Regions from separate parts of the Sus scrofa genome. Here region 2 is linked to region 1. The links are chromatin contacts, called in public Hi-C maps. All regions are on one chromosome and are shown on one strand. Each heading gives the region's core, a stretch centred on a gene start, on an enhancer-like site or on the middle of the called end of the contact. The rest is flanking DNA. Distances are from core to core; before and after follow the strand shown.

Region 1 (4,548 bases), core at 606-3,105:
GATCCGCATTGCCATGAGCTGTGGTGTATGGTGTAGGTCACAGACGTGGCTCAGATTCTGAGTTGCTGGGGCTGTGACATAGGCCAGCAGCTGCAGGTCTGATTCGACCCCTAGCCTGGGAACTTCTATATGCCACGGGTGCAGCCCTGGAAAAAAAATAAATGAAGGCAGCAAAGCTCAGAGAGGTCCAGTCAGTAGCCCAACACCACACAGTTAGGCAGGGATAGAGCTGGGATTTGAACCCAGGCGGTCTGATTGCAGGACTTGTCCTCGCTGGGCGGCCACCCCTGAAATGCATGGTCCGGCACAAATGGGTGCTTCATGAGTATCTGTGGGTGTCCAGTGAGTGATGGATGATTCTCAGCTCTGCTGTGAGGTCCAGAGAAATGGCTTTCTCTCTCTCTCTCTCTCCCCTTCCTTTCCATCTTCCCTCCCTCCCTCCGGCCCCTTTCAGTTATTTAAAGGAAGCTCTGTGAAGAGATAACCTATTCGCAGAGTTCCCAAAGACCAAAGGATGATATAAACTGAAAAATATTCCTCAGGTCCTTGACTCCCAGCTGCCCAGGCCTGTCCTCCTACCAGCATCCTGCACAAGCCCATGTATATTCCCCTTCTGATTCAGATGGGAGCAGCCCACATGGAATGTTCTGCCTGGACATTTTTCACTCTGTGGAGATGGCTCCTGTTGCCAGAAGAGGTTCTTAAGCTCCCTCCCTCTCCCCCAAGCCTTAATTTCTTCATCTGTGCCTTCGGTGTGAACATGAAATAAAATGCATGGGAAGTGCTTACCATGGGGCCTATCAAATAGTAAGCACTTCACTCCATTTAATCAATTGTATTTTATTTAATCGGGGTAAAGGAAGTGAGCGTGGAATCGGCCCCCACTCCAGAGTGTCTTCGGAGGAGCCCAGTCCTGGCTCCTGAAAGCGCTGAGATTTCCTGTTAGGGTCTGAGGACCGATGATGAGCCATTCCTTTCAACGACAGGGAGAGAGGAAGGAAGGAGCAAACAAAAAGATGGATGGAGACAGCTTCAAAGCCACTCTAAAAAATAGATACCCAGGCCCCCAACCCCCCCCAAGGCCTAGCAGGCCACCTCTCCAGGTGGACCCCATCTGGCTTCAGACACGTTCTCTGCACACCCCAGTGTCACATCGAACCAAGTGGGGCGGGAGGAGAGAAGTGAGTGGGGTGAATTCACACAGAGACTCCAGATTCCGAGCTACAGTGATGAATAGTGTACACAACCCAGAAAACACAGCTCTCTCGAGTCTGGGCCTCTTCTTCATATGGGGGTGAGAGCAAAGGGGAGCAGAGCACTTGTCCTGTGAAACTTGGGGAGCTCGAGGCGAGGGGCGTGGCAGGAGCCCCGGCGGGGTGGAGGTGGCTGGAACAGTCTATGGGCCAATCAGGTGGCCTACCAGGCCACCGTGGGCCTCAGGCTGGCAAGGGTGTCAGAGACCCACAACCACCTGGGTGTGAGAGGTCCCGTCTTCGTCTCATGAGTTCATTTCTTTCCTCCTGGCCGTCAAATCCCGTTAAAAACACCCCAACATAACATTTAATGAGAGTGACGTTCTTTTCATCTGTACATATTTTTATCCCCGTTTAAAAGATTCTTTGTAAATTACCCCCTGGAAACTCCCACTATCTAATAATTATCAGAAAAGAAAAAAAAAAAAGAGAAAGGAAAAGGAAAGGAAGAGAGAGGGAGAGGATGAGAGAGAAAAGAAAAAAAAAAAAAAAAAAGCCCACAAGAGGCAGGGAAGCGAGCTGCTTTGTCAGGGAGAAGGAAATAAAGAGAAATCAGCCCGGCTTCAAAGGGCGCATTTCCATAATTGCCCTGTAACTTTGGCAAAATAAATCTGAGCGGCTGAGAAGAGCACAATCTCTCAGATGAGTGCACTCCAAAGCCCTGAGGGCCGTGGCCCACTTGTTAGCGGCCTAGAGCAGTGAGAGAACGCAGGACAAAAGCCATGAAATCACCGCCTTCCCGTGTCCTAGCTGCCGGCTCTGGCTCCGGAGTAAGACCTTCCCCTGGCTTTGTCTCCCTCCTGCTCCCTGATGTGGGACCCACACACACACCCACCCATCCACACACATACCTTTGCACGCATGCACACACACACACATGCACGCACGCACTCCGGGGTAACACAAGCAATTAAATAAACAGATGTATTGATGGGCGTGGAAGGGCTGGCAGCAGCTAAGAGGTGGCAATCGCTGTGAGGCAAAACCCCCAGGAGTCAGGCTTTCATCAGTGACACCATTCCGGAACCTGCTCCTGATATAAATATCCAGGGAGAAAGGCCCCAACTTTCCAGACACACATCCTCTTGGGGGCAGACGCTGTCCCTCTGGCCCCGAGAGAGTCCCACTTCCAGGGGCAACCTGGGCAGCCAGGCTGAGCTGACCCCTCCTCTTTGGCTCCTTCTGTTTCCCAGGCCGGCCTCGTTTCCTGTTTGCGCTCCCTCACCCCAATGACCCCCTTCCAGGGCCAAAAGCTTTTAGGGAACAAAAACACCCCACTTAGCGCCCAGCTTTAATGCTTCCCTCCACAAAGCTGTGGTTTCTGGGAGAAAACACCTTTGGTGACTGCCCCAGACGCCTCTCCCCATGCCCCAATGCCGTGTTTCTCAATCTTGGCTCGGTGTTGACCTGGATAACTCTTCCTGGCAGGGACTGGCCTGCGCCTTGGGGGACCTTTAGCAGGATCCCTGGTCTCCACCCCATGAGATGCTATTCGCATCCCTACCGAGTCATGACACCAGGGTCTCCAGACATCACCATCTGTCCCGGAAGTGAGGGGATCCCCTTGGTGGAGACCCGCTCTTAGGACCTCTTCTGCGCTCAGGAAGAGGGGCCTTGTGGGGTTTTCCATCCGGACCATCAGGATGGCCTTGGAGGGGTTGGAGCTTCTGTTTGGGGTGAGGGGGAGTGGCAGCTGCTTTCAGAACTTAGCTCGTCACACAATAGACAGACATGTTTAATGCAGTCAAGCTGGGTCAGATGACGGTGGCCAGTTAGGATCAAGAGGTGGCCTCTAGAGAGGTTATGGGGCCCCCGCATCCCCGTAACTGTCTACGCTTCATTCATTCATGCCTAATCCTAGACAATGTTGGAGTTGCAAGAAAGTTTGGATAAATTTGTCTAATCCCATCCGCTCCAAGTTGCAGAAGGTGAAAGTGGGAACTCAAGGGAGGGTGAGGTTGCCCCCACTCAAGCTGGAGGTGGCTCTAACCACAGACGCCAATTTTACATACCTGCAAGTGCCCATTTTCTTTTTTTTTTAATTTTAATTTTTTGCTTTTTAGGGCTGTACCCGCAGCATATGGAGGTTCCCAGGCTAGGGGTCCCATCAAGCTGTTGCCACCAGCCAACGCCAGAGTCACAGCAATGCCAGATTTGAGCCGCATCTGTGACCTACACCACAGCTCACAGCAATGCTGGATCCTTAACCCACTGAGCAAGGCCAGGAATCGAACCCACAACCTCCTGGTTCCTAGTAGGATTCGTTTCCGATGTACCAGCACAGGAACTCCCAAGTGCCCACTTTCATTTGATGGAGGTAGAGGGTGCTGACAACCAGGAATGCTGGCATGCAGAGGACATTTCTAGAGGGCTATAAACAATTAAGCCCAGTGCAAGCTCCTGGCAGAAAAAGTCCCAACAAACTAGTGAACAAGTCTGACACCCAGTTCCTACCCAAGCATTCAATCCCTCGCTCTAACCTTCCAGAACTCAAAGCCTAAGAAGAGGACCCTTTGGCCCTGCCTGCCCACCAGGTGTCCAGAGAGTAGCAGCCCAGGAGGTGGCTCCTCCTCCCCACTCCTCCCCTAGGGCAGGTGAGTGGCTGGAATCTTCTCCTTTTTTTTTTTTTTTTTTTTTTTGTCTTTTTGCCATTTCTTGGGCCGCTTCTGTGGCATATGGAGGTTCCCAGGCTAGGGGTCGAATCGGAGATGTAGCCACTGGCCTACACCACAGCCACAGCAACGCAGGATCCAAGCTGTGTCTGCGACCTACACCACAGCTCATGGCAATGCCAGATCCTTAACCCGCTGAGCAAGGCCAGGGATCGAACCCGCAACCTCATGGTTCCCAGTCGGATTCGTTAACCACTGCGCCATGACAGGAACTCCAGGAATCTCCTCCTTCTCCCGAAGCCTCTGCTGCATAGCCCTCTGGCCCTTCCATGCTGCCTTCCGGCTGGACCCCGCTTCCTCCTTGCTGTATTCACCAAGAATAAATTCCATGGGAAACCATGACCTCGCTGGTCCCGGAGGTGGGCCATCACTTAGGGAGATAATTGTATTCTCCTCAGGCTCCCCCGCCCCGTGAGCACCCCCCACCCCCGCCCCCGCCCCACCACCAGCTCCATGCAGATAATGAGGGAAGCAGGGACACATACTCTTCCCTCTGACCTAATTGATTATCCCACACACCTCGGGGTGCTTTGCATAACCAGCCCCGACAGCAGGAACCCCTTCCAGGAGGAGTGATTGACATTTTATTTCTAATTGAAGCTTCATCAGGACCAAGGATGAGA
Region 2 (4,464 bases), core at 106-2,605, 170 kb before region 1:
GAGGTCCAACTTCGAAGTGGCTGAGCTGGCATTCACCATTTTTGCTGTCACAGGAGATTAATGGGCCAGTGTTTCCCAGAGTCCCTATAGCGGTCCTTGCAGCAGGAGGGACAGGTGCCCATCACCCACTTTGCAAAGGGGGAGGCTGAAACTTAGGGAGGCTGACTGGCTGTCTTGGGGACACCGCAGATGACAAGTGACACAGCTGGGAAATACATCCCAGACCTGCTGACTCTTAGACCAACACCCTTTCCATGACACCAGGATTAACTGCTCGATCTAGAAATTCTCAAGAACAAAGCTCCTCTTAAGTCTCCGTAGAGCTTCACTCTTCATTGGATTCCAAATTCCCACGTCAATCAAGCTGCTGTGCCCCAGGGGACATCTCGCAAGAAGAAGGTCTCTTTCGGCTGGCTGTTCAGACCAGACCAGGAAGGGCTTAGCAGAGGGCCCCACGCCTAGGGCATGCTCACCGACTAGTTGGCTTTGGGGATGCTGATAATCTGGACCCACGTTCTGGTGCTGCTTGCCTTTTGCTGACTCATACCCTGAGTATTGGCGGAGTGCATGGGGCTGTAACGCAAAGAGGTGTGGATGAATGGAAGAAGAGGGTCAGGTGTTGCTAAGGACCGGTAGGAAAGGGGTCCTTGTCACTAGGGACAGATCACAGATGCAGCCATCCCTCAGAGCAGTCTCTGAAGGCAGGCTAGCGCACCGTGGAAAGCTCCCATCCCCGGAGCCCTTGCTTGGATCTCGAATGGGGGAAGCTGCAGCAAGGCAGAGTGTGCTGCATTTGCAAAGGTCAGGCTTTAATTACATGCACAGTTAAATGGAAATACTGTAGAGAGCTCACACTCATATTTCTTGGGCCTTCATTAATGTTATTGCTCCGTCACTTTCTCTCTCCTTGGGTTTGTAAATGAAAGTTCCTTTAAGGACATTTAAAAGGATTATTTATTTTTAATTGTTTTACCTCTGGAGGGAGAGGTCCCCCCCCCCCTTTTTTTTTTTTTTGAGCAGTTGGAAAAAAAACTTTGCCTCTGCATTTCTTGCTAATTTATTTCAAACCCTGGGCTTTTTAGAGTCTTATCTACTAATGCTTTTGATTAAAACACAAGCCAAAACCAGCCAACATGAACAGGTTGAATGCCACATCTGTGCAGAAGATAGCAGCTCACTTATTTATGGCTCAAAGAAATGGAGCCTAAATTAAGCTAGCTATTGCTGGAGAGTGGATAAGCGGCCATTATGAATTATCCTTAATTATAGCGATTTCCTAAACTAATAAACCTGCTAAATCTTTATTGCAAAGGTTAGTTTACGCAGTGCATATAAAATCCGCATGTGCTTCGCATCAGACACCAGCTGTCTGACAGTGTGTTCTTATTTCCGTGAGTGTTCACATAAATTTTATGTAGGTTATATTAACAGTCAGTCCATATCACTACCCACAGATGCCAGTAGACATAAAAATTGCTCTCTAGTGAGCCTAAATATCCCTAGAAGCTAGTTGTGTCTAATGTTCCATGTAGTATTTGTACGTGAAAGCACCAGATTGGAGGGTTATTTACAGATGAATATTTCAATCCACTTAGTTCATATAGGCCTACTTAGCCTTCTCTGCCAGTTTATTTGTATGCTAAATAATTCACCAAAGGTTCTTGTTTACTTTCTATAGTAGTTTCTATGAAATGCAAACAAGGGAGCCAACTTTAGGTGTTCAAAGCAGCGCTGTGTTTAAATGCAGGTCAGAGCAGCAAATGCAGTCTTGCCGACGGGCTGTCACTCCGTTTTACCCATTCTTCCTCCTCTTCTTCTTCTTCTTCTTCTTTTTTTTTTTTTTTTATTTCCTCCTCCAGATATGACTGGAGCTTGCTGCTTTCACAGGAATTTTTGGCTGGACTATCTTTCGTCTAAATTTATCTTTTTCGGTACCTGCTATAGGCCGCCTTCAGTTTACACAATTAAACCACCCAGTGCCAGCAGCAAAGAACGCCTCCTTGGCTTCGAGACGCTTCCCCACAGCCCTCTGGGCTGACAAGAACGGGTCAGTCCTCTGCTCTTGAATGCCCTTGTTTTCTTCCCCCTTCTCCTTTTCTCTTTCTTTCTTTCTTTCTTTTTTTTTTTTTTTTTTTTTTTTTTTCTTTTTTCTCCTCCATGATTTTTTTCTGGTGCATTTCCAGATCTCAAGACTTGAAAGAACAGCAAAGAAGACCTTTCTCTTCTCCCGGAAAGCCTTGAGCCAGCCTGACCTCTGTCCCCCTGAAGGACAGAGGAGCAAAGTCCCAGCTCTAAAGGATGTAGCCTCTAGTGGCCCTCAGAGTATATATGTTCCCCTGGGTGAGAAGAATCCTTGTCTTCTGAGGTGACAGTTACCTGGGCCTATTGTTCAGATGTTCCCCTGGCTCAGGTGATATGTGAAAAATACACCTCTCGGGCCCCCCAACATTTTGCACATGCTTAAGATCCTAAACATTTACCCCTAAAGAGATTGGAAAATAGCCTCCTTCATTTTCAGCCAGGCGCTGCCAAGATCGTGAGAGGGTTCAATAGCAGTGCTAACTTTTTATTTAATAATATTGATTTTATCATTTTTACTACTTACAATGGGGATTGGTCTGCTGATAGTTATTTGACCTCCCTTTGTGCATGGCTGTGGAGTGCTTCGTTAAAGCTATCGACAAACCTCTCTCTTCCTCCATCCTCTTCCAACAGCCCATCTCGGCAAATAATATTGAGATGCAGTAACTGTTCCCTGATATTGATTTCAGACTGTGTTCATCACACCCTTCCCGGGGCCAGGCAAAGAGCAGCAGCCCCCATTTCTGTAAACCCTTGACGGCTGTAGGCTGAAGTATCATTTCCATCGTCTAAGCAAGAATATCAACCATATATGTTTCAAAAAAAAAATTACCCAGGAAAATGAAAGCGTTTTTTGATCCGGATGATTTTTTTTTCTACGCATACATCATTAAACTGATCTCTTCAGTTTTAGGTTGAGCTTTTCCCATCATTTTTTTTTCTTAAGGAATATTAGAAGATCCATGGGTCCCTGAGCTGGTAGGAGGGACTCTGATTTACATTTTAAGCTTCTGGGATTCAGAGTTTGGCACACGCAGCCAGACCCAGGGCCTCTGGGTCCTTCGGTTCTCAGCCAGCTGGGGCTATTCTCAGCACCGGGCCTAAAGAGAAAAGTTCCACGTTTTGCCTCTGTGGAGCCACTTGAGATGGCAGCTCATTTAAAAGAAGCAGGGGTTTCACTTAATCTGGTGATTATAAACACATCTATCCATAGGAAAGTCATGTCGTGTAATCTGGGTGGGTTTGTGTATTCATTAAGATAAACGCCGAACACTGAGCAAATAATACTGGAAATCATAAGTTTCATAGACCCCCCCCCAAAAAAGGGGGGGAGGGACATAGAGAATTTGCACCAGGAGTGATTATATCTGGGTGGTGGAATTGTAGGTTCTTTAAATGTTCTGCTTTGGGCATTTCTGCGTTTTCTAAATTTTCTTTTGGAATTAGAAAAGGAACCCTACTCAAAGGTGTTATTTTTCAGAATGATAAGGTTAGTTGAAGGATTGGAACTCAGGAAGATTCCTGTCCATCAAAGTGTGTGCTTTAGCCGAGGGGGAAATTGACTCAGTGGCCGTGCTAATCTCTGCTCCAAGGGAAGTAGGACAGACGTGACTCCTGTCACCACGCACCTGCCAGTGTGTATTCTGTGAATCAATGGGGGGTTGAGCTGGCCTTTGCCACTGAAGTGAAAGTGTAAAATGGTTGGGAAGAAGGGCTTTGGGGTCAGACAGGTCTGGGTTTGAGTCTTGGTTCTCTCTCTTGCCAGTTGTGGCTTTGAGAAAGTTGACTTTCTCTGTGCCTCAGTCTCCTCATCTGGAAAATGGGTGATTGAGAGGATGAAATGGGATTCTGTCTGTAAGCTCTTAATGCCTGGCATCTAGTACTCAATTTAATAAACCATAAATGTCATTATGTATAGCAATTTGGCATCTGTGTAGCAATTTCCTTATCAAACTAGAGTCATCATGGAAATTAGCATGCTCACAATGCACGGAGTGGTGTTTTTTTATTTCCCTCTTAAGCCCAACCAGGACTCAAATGAGATCTATCCAGTCAGTGTCTAATACATATCAGATTTCCAAAACAAACCTGATTTCCTAGAGCACTCTTTGATTAAAGGCAATTCATTTTGGGGAGTTCCCTTGTGGCTTAACAGGTTAAAGATCTGACATTGTCACTGCTGTGGCACAAGTTCGATCCTTGACCCAGGAACTTCCACATGCTATGGGTGTGGCCAAAAAAAGGCAATTTATTTTAAATGTGTATCTGAGTTAAATTTTGTTTTTATATTTTTCCAGGATTTTTTTTTTTTTTTTTTTTTTTTTTTTTGGCCATGCCTGCGGCATGTAGAAGCTCCCAGGACAGGGGCTGAACTCCCAACCA

Evidence for each region. Hi-C and Micro-C count contacts between places; a contact is called where the count stands out from the background.
Region 2: a Hi-C map of fetal heart ventricle shows a contact between it and region 1, with 2.4 times the contacts expected there. The contact joins two enhancer-like sites.

The regions. Positions count from the first base shown.
Region 1 is chr6:31,051,693-31,056,240 of Sscrofa11.1, reverse strand. No RefSeq gene overlaps it. Among named protein-coding and RNA genes, the nearest start is that of IRX3, 9.0 kb to the right of the region's middle. Within about 2 kb of position 1,855, at least 2 of the 83 cell types and tissues checked have an H3K27ac peak or open chromatin away from gene starts, as enhancers often do.
Region 2 is chr6:31,218,747-31,223,210 of Sscrofa11.1, reverse strand. The region is part of intron 8 of FTO (fat mass and obesity associated); the gene reads left to right. Among named protein-coding and RNA genes, the nearest start is that of IRX3, 180 kb to the right of the region's middle. Within about 2 kb of position 1,355, at least 1 of the 83 cell types and tissues checked has an H3K27ac peak or open chromatin away from gene starts, as enhancers often do.